5 separate regions of the Mus musculus genome follow, and all the other regions are linked to region 1. A link is a contact called in public HiChIP or PLAC-seq and promoter capture Hi-C data. All regions are on one chromosome and are shown on one strand. Each heading gives the region's core, a stretch centred on a gene start, on an enhancer-like site or on the middle of the called end of the contact. The rest is flanking DNA. Distances are from core to core; before and after follow the strand shown.

Region 1 (2,775 bases), core at 199-2,698:
CATTTTGTGTTAGTAATCAAACACTTAATATGTTAACTCATGATCGACTTAAAACTCCACATTTTGGCTTTTATATACCACCTATGCCACTTTCTGTCTGGAATCTTGACTGTTTTATTTGCTCAGTTTCCTTGTCTCTAAGCTTGGATCCACAGTAAACCCAGCCCATGTCTGTAATCTCAGCACATGGGAGACGGAGACGGGAAGTTTGAGGCTGCATCTTAAAAATCGTATCTATATCTACACATATGGAAAGAGAAAGGAAAAAAATACACAGTTCATTTTAAGAAGATAATATAAAGTGCGAACCACATAGCCTAATTAGGGACGTTACAGGCACTCACTTACATGAGCTTGCAATCATTAAACACCTCTTTACTTTTCAAGTATGCAAACATCAACTGCCCTAACCTTTAGACAAACTGAAAAGCGGACAGCCTCCCAGACTCTGCTATTTGAAATCCACATGCTGGCACGGAAGCATTATTATTCTTAATGGTAATCACATTTACCAGAGCTTCTGATCTTTCTGATCAACCACACTTCTGTCAACTAGTCTGTGTGGTGGGGGGTTGATTTTTTTTTTTTTAATGAGGGCGGTTCTGCACCCACGCATCTGTTGGTTCTGGTGTGTGGGTGTGAGGTGGGCAGGCGGGGCTACCTTCAGCCTGGCCAAAGTCTCCTTCCTCCTTATCCTCCGCAGGGTGTTCAGGTTGCTCCCAGACCCAAAGCCGACTTGCTCAATTTGTTTAGTCGCAGATACGGAGTGGAGCACTTGGACGAGGTAACCTCAATTTAGAGGATGGAGGAACCGCAGGGCTTTGAAGGTTTCTTTCTAAAAATATTTATAGAGAGTCGTAAACTCTAAAACATCTCAATAAAAGCCCAAAGCGCCTTATTCCAGAAGATCAATCTTGCATACCAAAGTCTGCATAAAATTTCAAAGTGTTTTTTAGAATCTCAGGGAGAGAACCCGGAGCGAGCGGCGAAGGGTGAAACCGATCGAATTCTTTAATACAGACAATTGTGTAATTAACAAACGAATAAGGTAGACCAGAACCAAAGGTTAGGGAGGAAGCGTGTCCAAAGCGACCAACCACGAGCCGGAAAAGGTAAGGTGAGCAACAGGTGGGCGGGCGGACACCGGTTCGCACCGGGGAGACCTACGACTAGCACGGCGGGTGGGGTTCGACTCACCGCTGACCGCAGAGCTCCGGCCCCGGCGGGCCAGGGTCTGCTGCACCTGCTCCTGGATCCGCTGGCTCCGGGCCGCCGGGTCGCCGCGGCCGCTGCTGCCGGCCAGCCTCAGTCTGGCCTCGGAGGGCAAGGCCAGGCTGGAGCTGTCCAGGTGACCCAGGATCTGCTGGCCCAGCACAGTCCGGATGTAGCCACACTCGGCCAGTGAGCCGGGGACGGCCATCGCGTCGGCGGAGTGACCAGGAGGGACTGCCAGGACCTGCCCGCAAAGCCGCAGAGGCGTGGGGACCGGCAGCAAACCCCGCCCCGCCCCGCCCCGCCCCGCCCCGCCCCGCCCCGTAGGACCCAGGCCCTTAGGGGACAGGGGCGTGGCTCCTGCAAAGCAGGCGCACTCCGCCCGGGGCGAGCACGTCCTCTGAGGCCCCCACGTATTCTCGGCTCGCGAAGGATTGTGGGAGGAGCTGCCCTTAGGACAGGTGCAGCTGGGAACTTCTGCTGTGAGTAGCACATCTAGTTAGTTAGGGTCAGTTACACTGTTCCAAACGTTCACAGATAATGAAACATGTATGAAATAGACGTATTTTAAAGGTTTTTTTTTTTATCCGTAGTACTTCAGGACGCCGAGCTTTTTGTACAGATGGAGCCCCAGAAACATATGTTCTCCCTCAGTGAAAGCCTCTGCTTGCTCTTGCAAATACACAAATTGTACCCAGTGCGCTCTTGTCCACCCACTTCCTTCTTAAGGAACATGCCCACACAGAGAAACTCCAATAAGAGGCCCAGAGAAAAGATGACTTTTAATACTCAGTTTTAATAGCTCTTCTAACGTTGACTAAGCCCTCTTTATGACAAGCTCTTTGCAGGGGAACTCATGAACGAGGTTTCTCACTTAAATCTCCCGAACTTGAGTTTATCATGCTATTAACTATGCTTCACATGCAATTGGGCTAAGAACAAGAGCTAAGCTCAACAGAAGGGTCCTTGAACTTAAAGTTGACAACCGATGCTACTCTCCACATACTGGTATTTAGACTTGGGAGAAGAAAAGAAAAACATCTATGTTTGTTATCAAGTGGGGTCTTTTCCTTTGGTTGCTAGGGTTTGTACCTTTGTTGGAACAGCTAGGGAACACAACTTCTCTTCTTCCCCGGTTCCTAACTAAACAGTTAATGTGGCTTCCTGTTTTGCCTTCGAGCATCGAGGAAATCAGGGACGAGTCACTCTTTCTCCACAGGCCACATAGTCAAAGGTCATAAGGAAAGCTCTGGAGGTGGGAGCTATGAGGTCAGCAAAAGCAACTGGGCCAGTCTTTAGGTAAATTGTGCCCAAAAGCTTGGCTTGCCAAGTCAGGTGTAAATAATGTACAGATGTGATGCTGAGAGCTTACCGAAAACAAGAATGTTATGACGGTTAAATTACAGCAACAAATCCTGTCACCAGCCCCTTGTAAGCAACCTGTTTCCCTTCATCTATCTCCTAGCTCCTTCTGAAAGTCCCAGGTCTGTTGCTTTAAAAGATAACTGCAGCGCCTGCTTCTGCAGGGCCAGGACTCACTCTGGCTTCTGTACCTGGAGAACT
Region 2 (2,775 bases), core at 207-2,706, 680 kb before region 1:
GTGGTCAGTGTCCTGGCTGTTTGTGCTCAGCAGGCCTGCATGGCCACTAGAGTGAGGTAAGCAGCCTGAGGTCTGGGGGGATCACACAGGAAATGAAAACTCTCCCTTAGTACACTGGGTAGCAAAGACAGTCTTCCAGAAAAGACTGGCTTCAGGCAACATCACAGAGGAATTCTGCAAATTAATCTGTTGTGGGAGGTTAACAGTTATTAGAACAATTGTTTTGTTTATGTCTCAGAACTGTGTGGGAAAACATGCCATCAGGTCATACTGCAGTTGAAAAAAAAACCAGGTGGTAGGAGGAAAGTGTTACTCTAAGGTCACAAATATTAGTTGTCACCAAAGCAGGACTCAGTTGAGGAATCTGGTGCCCAGTGACTTGGCCACTTCCATCCCAGTTTGCCGCTGAGTAAAAGTAAAATTTGACGATGGGAGGAATATGAACACTGAGACCATGAGGTAGAGGCAGCTCTCGTTCAGTTCCTTAGGTGGGAACAGTTCACAGGGCTGTCCCAGGGCACATTGTGAACACATCTGTTAATCAAGGGGCCTAGAAATAGGCGGCCTTGGTAGGGCAGACCACTGCCTTCCACTGGGCCTCACTAGATGTTAGTCTGCAGAAATCCTTACAATCCCTTTTCTCCTCATTATACGGAGAGCTTAGGGGGCTGGCCTGAGACCACACAACTGTAACGGTGAAGCCCAAGGCTCTCAGGACTGAGGCTCTACTGCAATCTAGCCCAATGGCTTCAGCCTGCGTCTTGAAACCAGGTGGTAAGTAAAACACTAGCTTTAAATACACTTAGGGACGCCACTGGGCTGGGCATTCAGGTTGAAAATGTGGTCCCAGTCCGGGTCGTCACTAGTAGGGCTGAGGGTAGGGCCGTGGGCCTAGCCCTCATGTTTTGGAAGATAAGAGGGAATGATCCTTGAAAACAGGATTGTCACTCCTTGGTACTGTTTTGCCTCACAGCTCTCAGCCTCCTCCTGGACCTCGGTTCAGACACAGCCCTGGGGGAGGGTGTCAATGGATTCCCAGTTCCGTGCCTTTAGTTTCCGACGCCTTGCCACCAGGGCCCGGCGGCGGCTTGCTCAGATTTTTTGCTCACAGCTATCCCCCAAAGTCCCATGGGCTCAGGCACCCGAAACCGGTCTTGGCCTTAGTGCTTTCTCACCTCTCCATTTCGTCCTCAGTCTCATTTCACTTTCGTGCATCTCAGGCCCCCACATGACCCCCACCCTAGTCCGAGTCTTCCACCCTCACCCTCGCTCTTCATCCCTTGCACCCCGCGGGCCTCACCTGCCAGCCTGCCGCAGTGCTCCCCACGAGCTGCTCTGGGCAGCCCCGCCTACTTCCCGTCCTAGGCGCCGCAGGCTCTGCGCAAGCGCAGTCGGGCCTCGGGCGCACCTCTGCTGCCTCCTGCTGGTCCCTCTGCTCTCTTGTTTCAGGGACGACAAGAGCCCCAATAGCCAGTGCGTTGCTACACTTCTCCAGCCTTGACTGGGCAGAAAGCAGTCCTTGCTTCACAATGCTCAGTCATTGCTTCACAACGTGTGTGGTGATCAGTCTCAGGGCAGTGATGCGGCTTCATACTGCTCAGGACTGGCCACCCATCAGAGACTTTAGAAAATATTTTCATGTATAACATTATATTCATTTTATACCAATGAACGTGTACACTGCCTGTGTACAGTGTGGAGAGTACCCCTTCAAGTTTCATTGTGGTCCTGCCCACTTAACCACAGGCCCCAGGGGCTTTGTGGTTAAGGGTTCCAGGCCCTTTGTGCTCAGCAGGACTGCATGGCCACTGAGAATTCGTTGAGCAGCTTGAGCTCTGGGGCTATAAAGCAGGAAATGAGACACTTTTCTTAGTGCACTGGGTAGCAAAGGCAGTCTTAAAGACAAGGTTGGCTCCAGGTTGTCACCTGGCTTTTAAAACAATTGTTCCGGCATGGTGACGCAAGCCTTTAATCCCAGCATTTGGGAGGCAGAGGCAGACAGATTTCTGAGTTCGAGGCCAGTCTGGTCTACAAAGTGAGTTCCAGGACAGCCAAGGATACACAGAGAAACCCTGTCTCGAAAAACAAAAACAAAACAAACAAAAAAACCCAATTGTTTGTTTTGTTTATGTCTCAGAACTGTGCTGACAAGCACATGCCATCAGACCCCATTGTCTTAGGAACTTGTCACCTGATTAGGTTTCAGGGAACCCATGAGCCTGGGGAACCAATAGATGGGTGTGTGTACTGGCATGGTGGGGAGAATGTCTGTCTGCTACGCAAGTAGAGTCCTGGTTCATTCAACCTGATTAAGGTTTGAGGTCATTTATAACCTGATGAGGTAGAGGGTGATACAGAGAAGACAGCAAAAGCAGGCACTAGGAACCTGGCCCTGTTAGGCTCTAGGCCAAGGACATATCTGTAATGTACCCTTTCCTGAGGTTGCTGTCACCATGATTGTCTTGTTTGTAGTCTACTATGCCAAAGCCTTTACTCTTGTTAAATTCCCAATATTAGCTATACCAACCAGCTTAGCTCAAACCTCTTCATCAAGACATGCCAAGCTGTGGGGTAGAGCCAGGAGGTCTCAGAGTGCTCAGTTCCAGGTCTCTCATCTGTGTCCTCTCCCAGTTCCCAAAATCCTTTCCCAGAAACCTGTTCTGAGCACTATGAGAGTGAGTGCAAACACTCCCTACCACACTAGCCTCTATCACTCAGAGACTGGCTGTATTACTTAGGCTTTAAAAATCTCAGGAAAGGACCTCAAACCCTTTG
Region 3 (2,775 bases), core at 180-2,679, 660 kb before region 1:
GCTGGCCTCTTAACTATATAGCCACTACGGCCTTGATCTTCCTATCTTCAACTCCTGAGTGCTGGGAATTCAGGAGTACACCAAAATGTCTAGCCAAAATTTTTATATATGATCACTTAAATAAGACTCCTTAACATAAACCTACATGATATACCAAGTCTTTTCTGCCAAGGCTCTGACACTATAGTTTGTCCTATTCTGGAGTTAGGTAAGCAAAGGGCTATTTAGGTGTGGATTGCAAAGAGAGAATAGCAAGACAACCTGCCCATTCTTTGCCACACCTCACTAATCAGTGTCCCTTGGAAAGCACTGTAAATATGGAGGTTTCTTTTTGTATTATGTAGTAGTGGATTTAACTTGAGGAGCCCCAAAAGGGGTCAGCAAAGCATGGGAAATCTAAGAATTTAACACTTCAGTGACTTTTAATCACCTACAGATCCAGGAAAATAAGCCTGTCTCTTAACTCCTTCTTTGTATCTAGTATGCTGCAGCTCTGTCTACCAACATTGCTATAAAATAGGAGTTAAAGTTAAACAAACAAATAAACAGTTATTTTGTGTGTGGATATGTATGGGCACGCACATGCTGCCGGTCACAGGTCAGAAGACAAATTGTGGGATTCAGCTCTCTCTTTTTACAACGTGAGTTCCCGGGGTCGGAACCTTGGTTGTAAGAGCGCTGAGCCATCTCATCATCCTAGTTTAAAAAGCCAGAATAAATCGCAGTGCATAACAATTCAGACTAGCGACAAGGGACCTTGGCGAACGGTGAAAATTCCCCCCTTTCTCTGGCTATCAAATCCAAGTCGTCCTGGCTTTTCACAGTCCTGTTCCCAAAGGCCGGGTTCCAAATAGGTTAAGAGAGGTCATCCGTTCTTCCCTATGCATAACTAGCTGGCCCTCGACTCTAGCTCATTGGTTTACCCAAGTTTTCTCCTAATCTGCAGAGATCAAGTCCGAGAACAGCCTGGGTCTCCAGACAGAGCAGGCTCCGGGAGGCAGCGAGTGGAACCTTCGGATAAGAACGCAAACCGCAGGCCTGAGCCTCTGTGGGCAGCACAACTTCCCTGAGCCGGTTTCCCTACCCTCAACTAGGGGGAAACGTCTCACCTCGGGGCCGCGGGGAGCTCGTTGGAAAAGCGACCACTGCCCACTAAACGCGGCTCCACCGCCGCCCAGAGGCCCCACGGCGAGGGCTGGATGGCGAAAAAGCCGCGCCAGGGCAGGACCCTCCCCCACGCCCCCGCCCGGGTCGGAGCGCTGCTACCATTCCGGAAATGCCTGGGGAAAGCCAGCGTCTTCCGCTTCCTCGAGCAGCCAGCATCCCACTGCTCACCCGCCGTGCCGCTGCGCCTCTCGCTCCGGCTGTGCTTTCCCCGGTGGCCACTCACGAACTCACTTCCGGCTCTGTCCGTCTGTGGCGTCCCCTCATCTGCCCTCCGATGTCGACACTAAGGTGTCTGCAAGTTCCGAGGCTGGTGAGTTCCGGGTGCCTTGCTGTCTGCTTCCTGTTGGGAGCAGCAGGGGCTCCCCAAGTCTCCATTGTGTCTCCAAAAAATCATCCGGAGAAGACATTAATGACGATTGTCAGTATGATTACGAGAACTGATGAAAATATGCAATTAATGATTAAAATAAAAATGTAAAGTTTATTTTTATTTGATATGCATTGGTGTTTTGCTTGCATATGCACATCCGTGCGGGGGTGTCAAATTCCCTGGAACTGGGGATAGTTGTGAGCTGCCATATGGGTACTGGGAATTGAACCCAGGTCCTTAACCACTTAACCAGCCCAATAATTAAAATAATTTAAACATTTCAGATAGCAGGCTTTTTCAGTGTTAGCAACATCTGTGAGCGGGATGGTGGCTCTTACCAGGAATCAAGCAATCAGAAGGTTGAGACAGCGAGTTAGAGGTCATTCAGGGCTACATAGTGAATTTCATTCCAGCTTGGGACTATAGGCTATACAAGACAAAACAAAACAAAGCACCTTTTAAAATTTTGAAGACCACACTACTTGTGTTAATGTATCTGGAAGATAATATGTAATTTTTTTAGAGTATTAGAATTATGGAAGTTTTAAAATAGTTTTGATGACTTTATTAGCATACCGTTTTTTAATAGCCTGGTATGGTGGCTCACAACTTTGATCTCGGCACTTGGGAGGCAGAGAAAGGCAGATTTCAGTGAGTTCGAGGCCAGCCTCATCTGCACATTGAGTTCCAGAATAGCCAGCCAGAGCAAAATAGTGGGATCCTGTCTTAAAAAAAAAAAAAAATATATATATATATATATGTATGTATATATTCAGATTGTCTCATTATGTAGCCAAGGCCATCCTGGAACTCACTGGAACTCACTGTGGACCCAGGCTGGCCTCAAACTTATGTTTTTAAGCCATCCTTTTGTTACCAAGACTGGCTATGACAGCCCCAACTTGTCAACGAGACAAGTAAGAAACCTATAAGATGGCTCAGCAGGCAGACAGTGGCTGCCAAGCTGGCCATGTGAACACAAAAGAAATGAAAATAAAAATGTAATTAAAAGAGATAATACTAAAAAGCAGAGGAAGGAGATTTATTTAGTGTGCTCACATATGGTAGAGGAACATCTAAAGAGGCCCAGTGACTGCTCCCACACATATTTGGGGTCTGATATGAGGCTTAGGTTTAAGGAGAAAACTCTTGTCCCCTTTACCAGGCATTTAAAGTGAACTACAGATCTGCTTATTTGGGGCTCAGCCTCTCAAGGGGAGTTGAGGTCACTCTCCCTC
Region 4 (2,775 bases), core at 78-2,577, 620 kb before region 1:
GTTTTGTGTGAGAATGTAAATAACATCAAACAACCCTTTTGTTTAAAGTACATTTACCCTGAAATATGTCTGAAATTTGATCTCATTCCTATAAAGCCAGTTTATGACACGGTGTGAGGGACTACTGTATATGGCTTAAAAATTGTTGCATTAAAAAATTGTTAAATTTATGCTTGTTTGAAATTTTCAAAGAATACCTTTACTAAGAAAAAGAAAACTGGGTTTCTCTGTATTCAAGATATAGTCCCTGTGATGGTTTGTATATCCTTGGAACAGGGAGTGGCACCATCTGAAGGTGTGGCCTTGTTGGAATAGGTGTGACCTGGTTGGAATGGGTGTGTCATTGTGGGTGTGGGTATAAGATCCTCACCCTAGTTGCCTGGAAGTCAGTCTTCCACTAGCAGCCTTTGGATGAAGATGTAGAACTCTCAGCTCTGCCTGAGCCATGACAGCCTGGATGCTGCCATGCTCCCACCTTGATAATAATGGACTGAACCTCTGAACCTGTAAGCTAGCCCCAATTAAATGTTTTTTTATAAGACTTGCCTTGGTCATGGTGTCTGTTCACAGCAGTAAAACCCTGACTAATACAGTCCCCATCCTGTTTTGGAAATGTCACTCAGCCACAAAATAAAGCTTGACTTTAAAACCAAATAGCCAAAGAGATGCAGATCACAAACTTGTTATTTATTGTAACCCTTGGGGCTAGAGTGTTGGCTCAGTGAGTTCAGAGCACTGACTGCTCTTCCAGAGGTCCTGAGTTCAATTCCCAGCAACCACATGGTGCGCACAACCATCTGTAATGGGATTCAGTGTCCTCTTCTGGTGTATCTGAAGACAGATACAGTGTACTTACATACATGAAAATAAATAAATAAATTAATTAAAAAAAAGAGTAATTCTGGACCATAGGATATTAATTATATTATTTGTTCTGCTTTTCCTACTGAATATTTCAGACTGCTTAGTCGCTGTCTTAAGTGCAATTAAGTAAGTATACAGTTGTGAGTTTTCGGAGATCTGGAAACCAAAAATGTCATGTGTACCAGGGATACACCAGAAACAAAACACTGTGTTAAGGTTGCTTTGACAATACTGTTATCAACCAGATTATTTGGTGGTTACATGCTTGGTTGTTCTTGACTGTGTGTGGTGCCCGCAACCTGTAGGCGTCGCACCAGCCACTCTGGTGGGTTGGTGTGTAGAGGACCTTGTCTCCTGACAGTCTTCTGCCCAAGAGACACCCTCCCCACCCCAGGCGGGTGCAACAACCGGCAAGCGGTTGATAAAGTGTAACAGCCTTCCCCACTCTGGCCGTGACGTCACGACCTTTGCTGGTGGTTGTATCCGGTTGCTGTCGGTTGCCCTGGAGACGCATACACAGAGGAACGGATCCCACTACCAGCTCAACGGTGGCGGAGGTCCTGGTAGCTGCCCACCACTTGGACCTGGAGAAGCAGGTGCGGCGCCATGAGCCAGCGGCAGGTGCTGCAAGGTATGGCAAAGGCTGGCGGGCACTCGGGAGGGTTGGCGTCTCGGGCCACAGGGCACCTCTACCGGGTCTGTCTCCTCAGTGTTCGAGCAGTACCAGAAAGCCCGGACGCAATTCGTGCAGATGGTGGCAGAGCTGGCGACAAGACCCCAAAACATCGAAACGCTGCAGAATGCAGGTAAGACTGCACCCCACGCTTGTCTGCCTGTCTCACCTGCCACCCTATCCTATTCTCCTATCCCTCAGGCCCTGGCCTCTTCCATCCCCTGACTCCCATCAGCTGTACCTGTAACCCTTAGCTGCTGTCCTCTTGGGTTTCTTACCTGCAGAGGTATTGTTCGTTTGCTTTGTTTTGTTTTGTTTTGTTTTGTTTTGTTTTGTTTTGTTGTTTGTGTGTGTGTGCCTGGTGAGTCAAAGGAGACGCCTCCAAGTTCCTCCTGTACAATCTCCAGTCCCCTTAGCGGAGGTGGGGTGGGGGTGGGGGTGGGGGTGGCGGTGGCGCTGGCAGGTTGTCAGGTTCATTCAAAGCAGTATGAATTTCCTGGAAGTTGTTTAGCATAGATCTTATTCTGAGAGAGAGAGAGAGAGAGAGAGAGAGAGAGAGAGAGAGAGAGAGAGAGAGAGAGAGAGAGAGAGAGAGAGGAGAGAGAGAGAGAGATCCCTGTCCCTGCCAGGTATGTCAGTAAGAAGAGGAGGAGGGAGGAGGGAGGAAGGAGAGTTTCATTTGCCCAGATCAAGCATGAGCTACTAACTGAACTCTGAGATTGCTATCACTATTTTGTCTTGAGAAACCTTTAGTTTATTGGATATCTCTCTCTCTTTCTTTCTTTCTTTCTTTCTTTCTTTCTTTCTTTCTTTCTTTCTTTCTTTCTTTCTTTCTTTCTTTCTTTCCTTCCTTCCTGGAGACAGTGTTTCTCTGTGTAGCCTTGACTGTCCTGGAATTCACTGTGTAGACCAGGCTGACCTGGAACTCAGACATCCTCCTGCCTCTGCCTCCTGTGACAGCTAGGATCAAAGGTGTGCACCACTACCACCAGGCATATTATAGGATATCTTTAAAACTAACTTAAATACCCTGTACCTTTTTGGTCCTTTGTTTTGTCCTTTGGATTTTGGTGTTTATTCTCGGATATTTTCTTTATTTTTAAAATTTTTTATTCTTTTCTCAAATATTTATATCCTGACCAAAGTTCCCTCTCCCTCTATTCCTTCCAGTCTCTTCTCTTCCCTCTCCCCTATATCCATCCCTCCTGTTTCCCTTAAAAAGAAAAAAAAATCAGGTC
Region 5 (2,775 bases), core at 127-2,626, 620 kb after region 1:
AGTTGTACTGTATTTAATATTTTAGTATTTATGACATCTTGGGCACAAACAAGAAAGGAATATTAACAATGATGCACTTGGAATGGACTTGTATTAGATAATCTTTGTTGTGAACTTGACACAAATGGAAAGAGGAAATCTCAATTTAAGACTTGCCTTAGTCAGAATAACCTGTGGGCATGTCTGAAAAGAAAAACCTGGGGGAACTTTCTTAGTCACTAATTGTTGTAGGAGAATCCAGTTGGGTATGGGTATACCATCTTTAGGTACATGGGCTTACTCCTCCAAATAAGGTAGGTGAACGTAAGATAGAAATGTAAAGGTCCATGATTCACCGAAGAATGACACCTGGGACTCAAATAGTATGTATACTCAGAGAGTGCTTTATTTTGCAGAAGTCCAGCGTGTTGGAGTCTCCCATTGCCAAAACAGAGAGACAACTAAGTGAGTGTGCATGCTTGCTTTAAAGCACATTGGAATTCTGGGGAAGATGAGTTTTATCTTACTCTATCTCTAGGCATCCTAGAACCATTATCGGGCATGAAGGCTGGAGCCTGGGTTTTTTTCTATTAGTAATTGACTTGCCTGGGCTTGCCTGGACTTTCCCAGTTCTTAGGCCCAGTCTCCTTAACTGTCAATTTGAAGTCTGTCATGGAGTCAGCCTAGCCTTCTCAGAAGCAAGGTGGTAAGCTGCTTTTCTCCATCCCTTTTTGCTTCACGGTTTTGCTTGAGTTTCTTCTGTGGCTTTCTTTACTGATGGACTTTTGGTTCTGGTGTCATCAGAGCAAAACTACAGCCTAAACGTAGCCTGCACTAACACAGCCCAACCTTTTGGAATAGTTTTTTTTTTTTTTCCCCAACACAATTGTGAATTCCCATGTTTTACCTTGATTATTAATAACAGGTTTGGTGTGATGTAACTTTGTTTTTCGAGACAGGGTTTCTCTTTATAGCTCTGGCTGTCCTGGAACTCACTTTGTAGACCAGGCTGGCCTCGAACTCAGAAATCCGCCTGCCTCTGCCTCCCGAGTGCTGGGATTAAAGGCGTGCGCCACCACGCCCGGCTCGTGATGTAACTGTTAGCGTTTGTTTAGACATTATTTCAATATTTAATAAGAGGAGTCATAGGGAAAATTTCCCTTGGACACACTGACACTATTGGAGATCTCAGATCTTTTAAAGACTTTTTAAGCTCATGCTGCCTTAGTCTCCCAACCCAGTTTTATGTGTGTGTTTTGATTAGGACAACCGATGAACCAACAGTTCCAGAGACCATCAGGGGCAAAGCTTGCCAGGAACAGGAACCTGATACAGTCCCCACTATCCCCACTATCGGTCCCTCTATGACGGAGAGCAACGCGCTGCCGGAAGTGACGTTGACGCCCTGCGTGCGGTGGTGCGTCTGGTAGCAGGAGAAGATGGCGGTCTCCACAGGTCGGTTCCTAGCCGGGTCTGCCGCGCTCCCGCTGCTTTCTGTCCGGCGGGCCGCGCGGGACTGCGGGTGCGCAGTGCGGAGGGCCCCGCGAGGGGCAGGGGGTGGGGCGGGCGGTAGGGAGGTCGGGACGCGCGTGTCAGAGCTCGCGGTGACGGGGAGCCTGCGCGCCCACCGCCCGCGGCGGCCCTGCGGGAGGACCGGCAGATCTGGGCGCCGCAGCGGAGCCGAGGGTGGAGTGCGCTGGAGCGGCCCGCGGTGGCGGTGGCATTGCCCATCAACGGGGCTACGGCGGAGAGGCATCCTGGATGGAGCCGGGGATCTAGGCTGGGAGTCCACCAGACAGACACGTGCGGGAGGATAGGACTAACCGGAGGGTGGCTGCTGTCTGGAATAAGAGGGCGACGATTTTACTTAGGTGGCCGAATGCGTGTTCTTCTTCTTCTTCTTCTTCTTTTTTTTTTTCAATTAAGTGAAAAACTACAGTACACTGAGCCAGACGAAAGCTAATTGCAGGACAGTTGGTACCTTAGATAGGTGTTCTACTCTTGTCTACAATGTTCGGTTGCCTTTGAGCAGAAACTTGAAATTTAAATGCCAACAGGGTTTAGAAATTTGGTGACAAAAAAAATTAAAACAGTTTAAAAGTGTTGAGTTTTAGCATTTAAAAATGATGATTCATAAGATTTATTTTTTTTTCTAGTTCTTATTGAATCTAGGTTGTAGAAATGGAAGAGGTTGAGTGCATGTTGTGATTGTTAACATTTCAAGGTAATGCCTTCATATACATTTTTCATATTGTTTAAATCTTACCTTTATGTGTATGAGTGCCATAGACAATAAAATCTTTAGCAGTTCTACCTCTGGAAAATACATCAGTGGTCAGATCAGAGCTGTCCAAGACCAAAGCTCATTTTAAAAGTGATCTTTTAATGTTATAACCCTTAATCTCTTTACTTCTTATTTGAAATATATGTGCTTATTAGTGCCATGTTTTTTAAAGAGTTGTGCTCACTACCTTAAAATTAAACTAATAAAATGGTGTATTGTAATATGAAAAATGTCAATTTGTGATTGCATTTGTTCTTTTTAAAAATATTTATTATATATATATGAGTACACTGTAGCTGTCTTCAGACACACTAGAAGAGGGCATTGGGTTCCATTACAGATGGCTGTGAGCCACCTTGTGATTGCTGGGGATTGAACTCAGGACCTCTGGGAGAGCAACCAGTGTTCTTAGCAGCTGAGCCATCTCTCCAGTCAGCATTTGTTTTTTGGAACATATTTAACACTACTCATATGAAAGAATGTTAAGTATTTTGAAAAGAGCAGTAATTAGA

The links. Promoter capture Hi-C pulls out the DNA fragments that hold promoters and counts their contacts. HiChIP or PLAC-seq counts read pairs in DNA pulled down with a chosen protein or histone mark.
Region 2: a promoter capture Hi-C map of embryonic stem cells shows a contact between it and region 1, with 11 read pairs. The contact joins the promoter of Ppm1f here to the promoter of Pkp2 in region 1. A contact is called at or near these places in 10 of 39 promoter capture datasets (the 3T3-L1 cell line, the C10 cell line, embryonic stem cells and 3 more), 2 of 484 Hi-C or Micro-C datasets (the C10 cell line and embryonic stem cells), 7 of 115 datasets of contacts at active chromatin or transcription factors (acute myeloid leukemia, astrocytes, bone marrow-derived macrophages and 3 more) and 1 of 9 other capture datasets (embryonic stem cells).
Region 3: a contact with region 1 is called in an H3K4me3 HiChIP or PLAC-seq map of bone marrow-derived macrophages, with 7 times the contacts expected there. The contact joins the promoter of Top3b here to the promoter of Pkp2 in region 1. A contact is called at or near these places in 11 of 39 promoter capture datasets (the 3T3-L1 cell line, the C10 cell line, embryonic stem cells and 5 more), 1 of 15 datasets of contacts at CTCF or cohesin (the NIH/3T3 cell line), 5 of 484 Hi-C or Micro-C datasets (cortical neurons, embryonic fibroblasts and nephron progenitors), 16 of 115 datasets of contacts at active chromatin or transcription factors (DN3 thymocytes, the NIH/3T3 cell line, acute myeloid leukemia and 8 more) and 1 of 9 other capture datasets (embryonic stem cells).
Region 4: a contact with region 1 is called in a promoter capture Hi-C map of embryonic stem cells, with 3 times the contacts expected there. The contact joins the promoter of Spag6l here to the promoter of Pkp2 in region 1. A contact is called at or near these places in 5 of 39 promoter capture datasets (cranial neural crest, embryonic stem cells, pre-B cells and 1 more), 1 of 15 datasets of contacts at CTCF or cohesin (embryonic stem cells), 1 of 115 datasets of contacts at active chromatin or transcription factors (embryonic stem cells) and 1 of 9 other capture datasets (embryonic stem cells).
Region 5: a contact with region 1 is called in a promoter capture Hi-C map of the SN4741 cell line, with 2.8 times the contacts expected there. The contact joins the promoter of Ube2v2 here to the promoter of Pkp2 in region 1. A contact is called at or near these places in 5 of 39 promoter capture datasets (the SN4741 cell line, cranial neural crest, hippocampal neurons and 2 more) and 3 of 115 datasets of contacts at active chromatin or transcription factors (embryonic stem cells, epiblast stem cells and extraembryonic endoderm stem cells).

What each region holds. Positions count from the first base shown.
Region 1 is chr16:16,212,018-16,214,792 of GRCm38.p6, reverse strand. Pkp2 (plakophilin 2) reads right to left here and starts at 1,448. Exons shown (of 13, transcript NM_026163.2): 1 at 1,198-1,448. The coding sequence starts at 1,420.
Region 2 is chr16:16,895,150-16,897,924 of GRCm38.p6, reverse strand. It overlaps Ppm1f (protein phosphatase 1F (PP2C domain containing)), which reads right to left and starts at 1,456. Exons shown (of 8, transcript NM_176833.4): 1 at 1,301-1,456.
Region 3 is chr16:16,869,390-16,872,164 of GRCm38.p6, reverse strand. It overlaps Top3b (topoisomerase (DNA) III beta), which reads right to left and starts at 1,429. Exons shown (of 18, transcript NM_011624.3): 1 at 1,110-1,429.
Region 4 is chr16:16,827,915-16,830,689 of GRCm38.p6, reverse strand. Spag6l (sperm associated antigen 6-like) reads left to right here and starts at 1,327. Exons shown (of 11, transcript NM_015773.2): 1 at 1,327-1,495; 2 at 1,575-1,670. The coding sequence starts at 1,471.
Region 5 is chr16:15,593,119-15,595,893 of GRCm38.p6, reverse strand. Ube2v2 (ubiquitin-conjugating enzyme E2 variant 2) reads left to right here and starts at 1,376. Exons shown (of 4, transcript NM_023585.4): 1 at 1,376-1,434. The coding sequence starts at 1,419.